Regions from separate parts of the Gossypium hirsutum genome. Here region 1 is linked to region 2. The links are chromatin contacts, called in public Hi-C maps. All regions are on one chromosome and are shown on one strand. Each heading gives the region's core, a stretch centred on a gene start, on an enhancer-like site or on the middle of the called end of the contact. The rest is flanking DNA. Distances are from core to core; before and after follow the strand shown.

Region 1 (5,266 bases), core at 125-2,624, 61 kb before region 2:
GAAAATAAATTATGATTTTATTTGTTCTGGTTTTACTTTAGAATTTATTATGTATATCCAGTAGAATTAATTTTATTTTTATAGATTTAGTTGATTAATTTTTTAGAGGATAGATTCTTATTATGTTTTTAAATTAATTTATATTTTGATATTTTTTCTATCACTTTGATTTTTAATTAATTTATATTTTAATTTTTCATATTACGTAAAAAATAATTTAAATAATTGGTTGCTATTTAAAAGAAATAAATTTATTGATATTTCATAGCATAAATATTAAATTGAAGTGCTTAATCTTTCCATATTATAAATTAATTTTGTCCAAAGAGATTTTAACTAATTATTTATTATTGATTATTGTAAATAGAAGAATAATTTTCATAAGTTTCCATAAGGTTAAATTATGATTTGTCATACTCAACTTGAGGATTTAGTTTCTTTCATTTAAATAATGAAATAATAATATTAAAGTCCTAATGTTTTCTTAATAAATATTTCAATATTTATGTAAATATTATTATTTGGAGCAGAGTATAACCAAAGACATTTTTTGGATTAAAAAATCTCAACATTTTTCCGGAAAATCTTTTATTCATAAATCAAAGCTAAAATACTCAATGATTATTATAAAAGAACATGGAAAGATACAGATGTGGATAAATAGCATAACAAGCCAGTTCCCCAAGTAGCAGAGCAGGGTTTTCGAGTATCTTACGACCTAAACTTGGATTTTATGGTATTGATAAGATCCGCATCGACTTGGAAGGTCTTGGTTAACACTTCATTAGGGATAGAAGAAGCGAAGAGATTTAGGGGAACAATCGCAGCACCGGGCAAGTGGCTGTTGAAAGCCGTGTAAGCTAGTGCCTCCCCATCTCCGACGTTGAGTTGGAAGTGCACCAGTCCTCGAGGGATGGCAAACATATGCCCTGCAGTCAAGACTTTCGAGTAATACACATTGTTAGTAGTCACAAAACCTACGAGGAGCTTCCCTTCAATGACTACACCGACCTCGCTCGCACGTGGATGCGAATGAGGAGGGTTGATTCCACCCGGGGCAAAGTCCACCCGGTTCATTGAAATCCCAAGAGTATTCAGCCCTGGGAATGAGAGGACATTTCCAGGTGTGAGGAATGACGAAAAGGCGTTTGTGGTGTTACCTTCCTGGGTGAACCCATCAAAGAAAAAGTCATCCGAAGTCACCTCGGATGCTGGTTTGCAAGGAAAACCGTTAACAGATATAGAGGCACTCAGGTTTGCTACACAAAAGTCTTGTAATGGATCAGGGTCAGCTGAATGAGAAGGAAGAGGAAGAAGCCAGAAAACTGTGAGGCAACACAGTAGGTGGAATAACAAGGAAACCATGGCAGACATGAATTTCTCTTCCTGAGATTACAGCTAATGAAGATAAAAATGGAGTATAAAGATATTACAAGTCTGTAAAACAATGCCAAAATATACGAACTTGGTAAATGTTAGTTGGCTTTTAAGGGTGCATACTTAAATCAAACTATAAAGATGACACGCAAAAGGCCATGTAATTCTTAAAGACTACAGAGAAATAATCAAGAAAATGACAGCGGCAGAAAATCAACACCTAATCCTAATAGAAATTGCAAATGGGGCAGAGAAGACAAAGTCTACAACATTTATGAAGACATTTGCAACCAATAACTGGACCGAGTTTAACTTGACTCGGTCAAACTGAATTGAATACAGTTACATAGCTAGCTTTATGAGACACTAGTCAATGAACCATATTCACAATGACAAATTCCATTGCCCATATATCCACTCTCATAAGGGTTTTAGCGTGGTCTTAAAGGCGGCAACTCAACCAAACTTCAATCTCAATGCGACTTCAAAAACTAAACTTTATGTGAAAATGCATATAGGTATATTGGACCTCTATGTTATTCCAACTTTTCATATTTCTTGAAGAACCCGTGTTTGATGTATATCTGGAAAGGGGTATGGGAATATAATCCTTTGAAAACCCTCCAAACATAGAGCAGATCTTCAAGAAAAAAATTGAACCTCGTGCTAGACACATCCGCATCTGATATTCACACCTGACTCAGAGAAACAAAGAAGGAACCTAGTACAAATGTGTCCCAATCTGAGCAAAAAGTAACAGTTAACTAATCCTGTTGATTTTCCAATTTGTTCACATAAGGATCTCTTTCAAGTGAAGTTTCAAGGTATCACCAAGAGAACACTGAATTGACCAAGTAAATTAACTCTTAGATATGACATGAGAACACACAGTGTGAAACCAAAAAGATGTTGTAAGATGCTTACACTTTGATATTGTCAAAGAGAAGGAATTTCTTAAAGCATGAAGTTACAACTGACGGGATATTATTGTCAAATGATGCAGAAAGAAAAAAAATTGTAATTCCAGCATTTCATATTTAAAGAAAATATAAGAAACGTGAAGCAAATTGGAGTAAAAATTTTCTCTCCATGAGAATTCCAACATGGTTGCATATAGCGAGATCAGTCAAATACAATAAAATATCCCGAATCCATACCACAATTACAATCTCTGCTTTGAGCAGGCAAAGGTCATGACAATTCACTGGTGGACAGGCATTCATGGCCTCCGAGAAATTGCACAGCAGAACTGTATCCCATTATTCAATAACACAAGCCCCTGCATCTCATACATTGTGGAAAAGACAATCCTATCAAAATTTGCAGGCTATTCAAACTGCAATTTCAGAAGAATCCTATTGAAGAAAAGCACTTGGATCTGACTCAGAGGAGCACAGCATTAAGGCTTCATTCTGCAAGGGTTATATAAGTTATATGACAAGAAAAAGTATAAAAACTCTATGTGTGTGAGAGAGATCCTATGTTACTTAGGTGCAAGTCTTGGACGCATATATGTATTATGTATGTTCAATATTTTCTTAGTTTTTTCATAAATTTGGATGACTGTACCACAATGACCATTTCTGAGTCGGACACAGTTACTTCATGAAAAAATGAACAGTCGTATAACATAGGAGCAATCTAAAAAATAATACCTCCCTAAGGCAGCTGAGGTAATGGGAATCACTCCAGTGGGGGAAACCAAAGCATCCACCAGTACATCATTTGGGGTGACTGGTATTACTTCTTCATCCATTATCTGCACAGAATAAGACAGTGCAACTGCAAACCACAGCAATTGTTGAAGATAAGAATCTGAAAAACTAAAGCAGAACAGAACAACCTAGAGCATGTAATATAGCATGAAAGTAGACTAAGAAACAAAACTAGCAAATACCAAAGAGTGGGAGCCTCCAATTCTTTTCCTTGGCAAGCTCCTTGTAGTTCTTCAAGAATGTATCATAATATCTTTTCGATCCCACATGTCCACAAAAATAAAAGCAGAAATTATCAAGTAAGAGTTAAGCGATGACAATGAGACATGCACTAAAAGCACAGATAAACCGAGGCAAAGACAAAGTGCGCAAACCTACAGATAAGCGCATACAACTCATGGATGTCTTCGCAATAGTTGATTATGAATTGTTTTAGGGACAAGACAACATAAAGTTCAACAAATGTAATTGCCTGTAGATATTTGATAATGATTTATTAACCAAGATAACCCAGGGCCATGGCGTTAGATAATGTTTCAATTGCTTCGTAGTTGGAAGCGCAATAACTTGAGACTAAGAACTTAGGTAAAAAACCTGCCAGACGCTCACAAATATAAAGTATCTCTGAATTATGAAAGAATAACAAAACGCAGAAGATAGGCTAAATTTCAATAAGAATGGTAAACACACCCTCCACCACGGCCTAACCGTCTTCCAGATCTGTCAAAAGCAAGTCCTAGCAACATTGCAAGAAGAATGTTAAAGAAAGCAAAGAGAAAAGAAAGAGAAACCGAGCAGAAAACAGGACAAAAACATCTACCAGGCAAAATGAACAAATCAACTGGATCATTCGCATGCATCACTGCATCAAGAAATACAATTCAACATTAGAAAACATAAATATGAAAGCAAAAATGAGAAACAAACAATAGCCATCTAATTTACTTTCCTGGAGAATAACTCAAATGTAAGACCAAAACTAAGATGAAAATGTAACAGCATTAACATAAACAATGATTTGCCTTGGATTGCGAGAATGATTTGGTTCAGCTTAGATTAGGGTAAAGAGAGCAAGGAAGTTACCTTAACAAATATTAACATAGTTGTTGTAACAAATAAGATTATACAAACAAAAACTTAAAGATTTATTCTATCATAGAGGTAAGAGATGAAAGCACAATAGGCAATTATAGAAAAACAATGAAAGCAATTCTTTTAGCAAGCAAAAAGTAAATGGTGAGAAACAACAACTGGAAAATTATTTAATGGTGAGAGGCAAAAGGATCAAAACCAAGTTACTCAAACTCAGGTGTGAGTGTCGAAGAGCGATATATATCTGAGATGGGTATGCCCAATTTTCTTTTTTTCTTTTTTTCTTTTTTTCTTTTTCATATATTTAGTGAGTTAGAGTATCACATCATCGAACCCATATCTAAATACGTGCAAGGAATGAGTCACACTGGAACCAGGAAAAAAAAGATCATAGTAACATAGAATAAAAATATATAGAGATCAACTTGTATACCATCTTCACGAGTATTTCCATCAGCATCAACTGAAGCAGGTTCCAAAATGTTCATGGAATTCGCAACTAAATCATCGATGCGCGAGATATTGAACATCCTCATGTTACTATTCTTATCCTCCACGCGAGGAACATAAAGTTTTTTTTGCAGTCTGAAGCTTACTACCATCTAGCACAGAGACAAAAAATAGGTTAAAAAAAAAGCTAAAAACAACACAATAAACCACACAAAGATAAAGAACAATGACTACTTCAATACTGAAATTTTGGTATATAGAAGAACCTGGGGCAGGTGATAGAATTTGAGATAACAACTTAGAGGTATCAACTTCTCGTAAAGCACTGCAACTTATATAGGCACATAATCTCTTACTTGATTTGAACCATGGAGCTTCCAAAACTATACTCTGGATTATATCATCTAAAAAGAAAGACCCAGGAATTAGAATTCGAAATATATTGATAAAATCGAAAATGAGGAGAAAATAGATGGGGGTTACCTTCTTGGGATCGGAGGGAGGGATCCATGGACTTGAGGGTCTGGCGAACATTGGAGCGGATGATCCGCTTCTGCTTGAAAACCGATTCAAGATTGTCAGCTTCTTGATCGTTGTTGGACATTGCTACGATAAAGGTTGGCTGGCTACAG
Region 2 (5,276 bases), core at 1,315-3,814:
TATACGCTCTCAAAAAGAACATGCAGAATTTCAACCAAAATGCACGCGCTAAAGCTTATACTGTGATCAAAGATTGCATGCAATCACAAATTTTCAGAGGATGAATTGAATTTGAAACTTACGTAAGAGGGTTGGGATCAAGAATACGCTTAATCAAATTCCTAGGACCAGATGAAAACCATGATGGACAGCTGAAAGAAGCCTACCAGATCTGAAATTTATCAAGGTACAAACAATTTTAATGAAGTTCTCATCTAAAAAGTAAAAGTCAGACTTCTGGTAAGTCTTGAACTCTTTTGGAATTAATTCAATGAAGTATAGACCTCCAATGTGGAGAAGAACAGAATAGATATGCAAAACTCTAAAGCAATATCACAGGATGGCATTATAAGAAACTAAAACAAAGATAGGAAATAACAGTAATCAGTTCAGATTCAAACATGAAAAATTGAATCATAATATAAAATATAGTATGTATGAGCCAACAGTGGATATAAAAACATTCTCAAGACAAGGAACAAGAATTTACATGATCCTCAAAATCAGGGCTCGTCAAATTGACTGAGAGATTTCTCATTAACAATAACACCTGCAAAGAGGCAAATAAAGCAGCTTGAGTTGACCATAGGATTTTAAGTAAACATATGACACTTCAATCTCCTCCACACACACACACACACCCAATTGAAATAAAATAAAATTATTAATATCATTTGGATGACATACAGTTTCCAAATTTATTGGGTCCATCTGCTTCAACTTCTGCAAGTGCCCACTTGTACCAGGATCAAAGACACTGCCAATGAAGCTGTACACCTCAGCAAAATCTGGCAAAACCGCACAGTATAGAAAGCACACTTATCATCAATGGGACAAAGGAAACTTAAGGATGTGATGACAGGAACTACTCAAGAAGACACTGATTATCACGTGTTCTTGACAACCCAGTGCTCGATCAACAACAAAAAAAGCAAATAAATAATTCCCATTCAAGCATTTTGCTGTTTAAACTAGGCAATTCAAAGTCCACAAGTAACATGTTTATTTTCAGTACTGTAAATATTGGAAAAACTAAAAACAGCAGTAACAGAATTCAGAATAACCTAGTAGGTCATAACATTATCAATGTTTACAGCAAAAAGAAAAGCAGAATTAAGGGAAGAATACAATCCAAAAAATCCCAGAGTCAAATATGTTGTTTCTTCATCATAAGGCAGCTAGAATTCTTCATGTAAGCATATGAGACAAGATGATCATTTTCTTGCAAATGGAGAAACATGAATCTTTTTCTAACAATAAACAGACCTTAAATTGATGGGAAAATAAGTAAGTGAATATGTCAAACAAATCAGACTTATCTTTTGATGACAAGCACTTAATTCAGTAATCACAAGTAGGCATTAAAATCCTAGTTGAGGCAAGTCATAGTAGATGATTAAAAATGCTATATGAAGCTTCAGTATAGATGCCATTATTTTTTAGAAATTGCATGAATAAAGAAACATGTTTCCTCTAGACATGTGATATGGTAACATGGTCCAATAGTCCTATCATCAAGCTCAAAGTAGAAATAATATGCTAACCTCTAGATTGCTTCCAGTGATCTCCTCGATCAATTGTTTCACCAAATGACCAAGTTCTGGAAGTACTTTCACTACTGCTACTATAACAAGAATTATGCACAATAGTTAGTCCAGCTAACACTGCATCATCTACAAAATACATGACCATATGTTATACTTTTAATATTTGAGAAGAAATATGAGGTAAGAGCAGTGCAGAAACAATTAAAAACCTTTAGTCACTTGAGACACAGTGACAGGCGGCACAGAGTTGTAACTCTAGGAAGACAAAGATGCAGTGGCAATTGGATTTCCAGGAGTTGATGATGAATCTCCTCTGTATGTATAACCAGGTTCATGCAAAGCAGATGAAGATTGATATGGTCCAGCAACTTGGGGTACAACAGAAGCTATATAGATGCAAAAATAACCAAGGGTCAATTCAAGATCAAGAACTACCCAGAAAAAAGATATAGATGATACTGACCAGTTTTGGGAGCTTTTTGCGGGTATGGATGAGCTGCTTTCCTTTTTGGTCGAGGGGGAGGTATATGTTCACTTGTCCCATTTTTTTGAACCTTTAGAAAATACTTCTGTGCATGACTACGGATCTGCCAAGCACATCCATTAAACAATCAGAGAAACATGTTGAAGACAACATATAGCCTAGTAGTTACAGAAAGAAATCAAGACATCTTCTAAATTACCTGGATCACTGTCTTTGACCCGACAAAAGCTTCAATCTTTTTCCAATCACGATCAAATCTAAGACGAGTAATGTGAACCAAAAAAAAACACATCAGCACCAAGAGATAGAAAGTAAGCACCTAAAATATAAAGCAAAAAACAGAATCAAATGAAAAATAGAGTGTAAAGAAGAGAAGAACAGGAAAAAGGGGGGGTCTCCATTTTTTAAAATTAAATTTATAATAAGTTCAAAGCTTTGAGATTGTGGAGGGAGATGAACGTGTAGCCGAATAGCAGAAGCCACAATAGACACAACCCCACCTTCAACGCTGCCGTCTGGTTCACTGCCATCTCTTCTATCTCAGAGTATAACTGGAAACCAAATCAAGACTGAAGCAATTTGATGCCAAATCAAGACTGCCATCTCAGTTTCTTGATTGAAAAGAGCAACGGAGGGGGTGAGATTGGGGGGTTTTTTGAGGATACCAATTTTAGGGGAAAAAATTAGGCATTTTAAAAGGGGAAAATTTAGGGATAAAAGTGCGCCGCCAGTGAAATAATTTTTTTGTCGCGTTTTTATAAAAAATGCCGTTATAGTTAATTTTTTGTTGCGTTTTTATAAAAATGCTACAAAAAATTATTTTATTTTAAATAAAATGATTATGTTTTATTATGCTAAAAAAATTTATTTTCTGTATTAAAAATTATTAGTTAAGTGATTTTATAAAATATTTTTTATTACTATTTTTTATAAATTGGTTTTTATAAATAAAAAAATTAAGTATTTTGGAAATAAATATTGTATATTTTACTAAGAAAACAAATAATTAAATGGCTTTAATTAATTATTAAGTTAGAATTATCCAATGTAAGCAATCAATCTCTTACATATCAAATTTCTATTAAAGATTGAGACGTTAATCATAATTTTATATTATTCTTTTCCAATTTAATCTCCATTTCATTAGAGATATTTCTTCATAACTAAAATATAACTATTTTGCTAGATGTTCGGTGTGGAATGATTTTAGTTTTTGTATTTTATTTTTATTTGTTATAATTCGGTCATATCCAAAATAGATAGTTACCTATCCATATCAATCTGTTAATTTTTTATCTATTTATCAATGTTTTTGAAAATCTAATATTTAAATATATCAAATGGTTTAGATTAATATTTTTAAATATAAAAGTATTAATTGATTGTATAAAATTTTATCATTTAACAAATCTTAACTTTAAATCCTAAACTATTTAATATATATAAAGCCTAAATCCTAAACCATTTAATATATATAAAGTCTAATCCTTAAGTAAACCTAACACTTAACCCCTAACCCCTAACCCTTAAACCCCAACCCTTAAATCATAATCCACGAAATAAAATGGAATCGATGAATTAAAAACAATACAAAATGACACAGCAATACAAGCATTATTCTTTTAAGTATGGTCCGCATTAGTTGTTTAGATTTTTATATAATGGCATACTGGTTATTACATCAAATTTTATTAATTTTGTTACATAAAAATTCAATGAGTGTGCCATATTCTAGTATGATTATTTTACTTTACGAATTCAAAACATCCATTGTTTCGAATCGAGTTTTAAATAAAATTAATTGTAATTTTATAATTTATATCAATTTGAGTGCAATAATTGTTTGTCTATATAAATTAAATATTAAAAATATTTTTAGTTGAATCATATTAATGGAAAGAAAAATTTATAATTATAGTTATTTTTTATTAAGTTGGTGTTATGGGTTAATCAAGTATATTAATTCAGTTGTGAAATTATTAACTTACCCTCTCACATATAAATTAAGTTATAAGAATGTATTTTTATATTTATATATATATAATAAAAACTCGAAACACAATTAACTTTATGATTATAACTAAAATAACAATTAATTTTTATATAAACTTTTAATAAATATATGAGTTAAATAATATCTTTTCGCATAGGAGTGTTAAATCTTACAAAAGAAAAAGTAATTCTCTTAACATACTTTAACAAATTGAATACTAAACCACTTAATATTTAAAAGCTAAAATATGAGATAAGTATTTGTACTTTTCGTAAAATTAAAATTTAGTCATTATATTTCTATTCTTAAGAATTTAATTCCTCTATGTTTCAAATTTCTGAATTTAAGTTTAATTGTTAAAATTACTTTTTTATTATTATTAAATTCGTTAGGGATTTAGGATGTCGAATTTGGGAATGAGTGATAATACTTTAGGGATTTAGGATGAGGAAGAAGGAGGAAATAGAACTGAGGAAAAACGGGGAAAATGTTAAGTGTATCAGGTGTGGGTAAAAAATAAGACAGCTAAACGACGAAGTTTTGAACAAAATAATTTAACATTAGCAGCGTTTATAACCTAGCAACACTAAAAATGCACCTATTGCGGTGTTTAGGGTTTTAGGGGTTATAGTTTAGTGTTTAGGGCTTGTTAGGGTTTAGGGGTTTACTATTTTAGGGGTTATAGATTAGTGTTTTATGTTTTTTTGGGGGTTTAGGATTTTAGGAGTCACATGACTTTTAGTGGCGTTTTACCAAAAGCGCCGCTAATGCTCTGGTCTTTAGCGGTGTTTTACCAAAAGCGCCGCTAATGCTCTTGTCTTTAGCGGCGTTTTAACAAAAAACGCCGCTATTGCTCAGTTTCTGTTTACAATTTTTGCAATGTTTTTTTATAAAACGCCGCTAAAGCCCTATTTTCCTGTAGTGAATCAAACCAAAAATGAAATTTATTTTTCCAACAAACCAAATAAGAAAGCACCTACTTTTCGATTTTGGGTTGCGGAAACTCTCACGATTGTTGAACCTTTTTCGTTTCTAATAGTTTTAGGGATTTCAAGAAGATTTCGGAATGCTAACGATTTAGGTATTTCAAGATTTAGAGATTTAAAGATTGTTAGGGATTCAATGAAGATTTCGGAGTGTAGGGATTTAGGGAATTTCACAATTTGGGGATTTTAGAAATTGGGAAGACATTTTCAAATTTGGGAGTTTGGAG

Evidence for each region. A called contact is a pair of places that touch in the nucleus more often than the background predicts.
Region 1: a contact with region 2 is called in a Hi-C map of fibers, with 4 times the contacts expected there. The contact joins the promoter of LOC107896426 here to the enhancer-like site in region 2. A contact is called at or near these places in 15 of 34 Hi-C or Micro-C datasets (callus, fibers, hypocotyl and 3 more).

Annotation. Positions count from the first base shown.
Region 1 is chrA10:104,166,827-104,172,092 of Gossypium_hirsutum_v2.1, reverse strand. LOC107896426 (germin-like protein subfamily T member 2) reads right to left here and starts at 1,374. Exons shown (of 1, transcript XM_041077905.1): 1 at 602-1,374. The coding sequence starts at 1,374. The coding sequence ends at 712. It overlaps LOC107895444 (5-formyltetrahydrofolate cyclo-ligase, mitochondrial), which reads right to left. Exons shown (of 10, transcript XM_016820723.2): 3 at 5,118-5,266; 4 at 4,901-5,038; 5 at 4,618-4,779; 6 at 3,913-3,954; 7 at 3,783-3,828; 8 at 3,275-3,345; 9 at 3,033-3,159; 10 at 2,445-2,656. The coding sequence ends at 2,641.
Region 2 is chrA10:104,107,364-104,112,639 of Gossypium_hirsutum_v2.1, reverse strand. It overlaps the pseudogene LOC121208071. Among protein-coding and RNA genes, the nearest start is that of LOC121207570, 11 kb to the left of the region's middle. Within about 2 kb of position 2,564, at least 6 of the 9 cell types and tissues checked have an H3K27ac peak or open chromatin away from gene starts, as enhancers often do. A contact at or near this core is called in fibers, where this site is marked.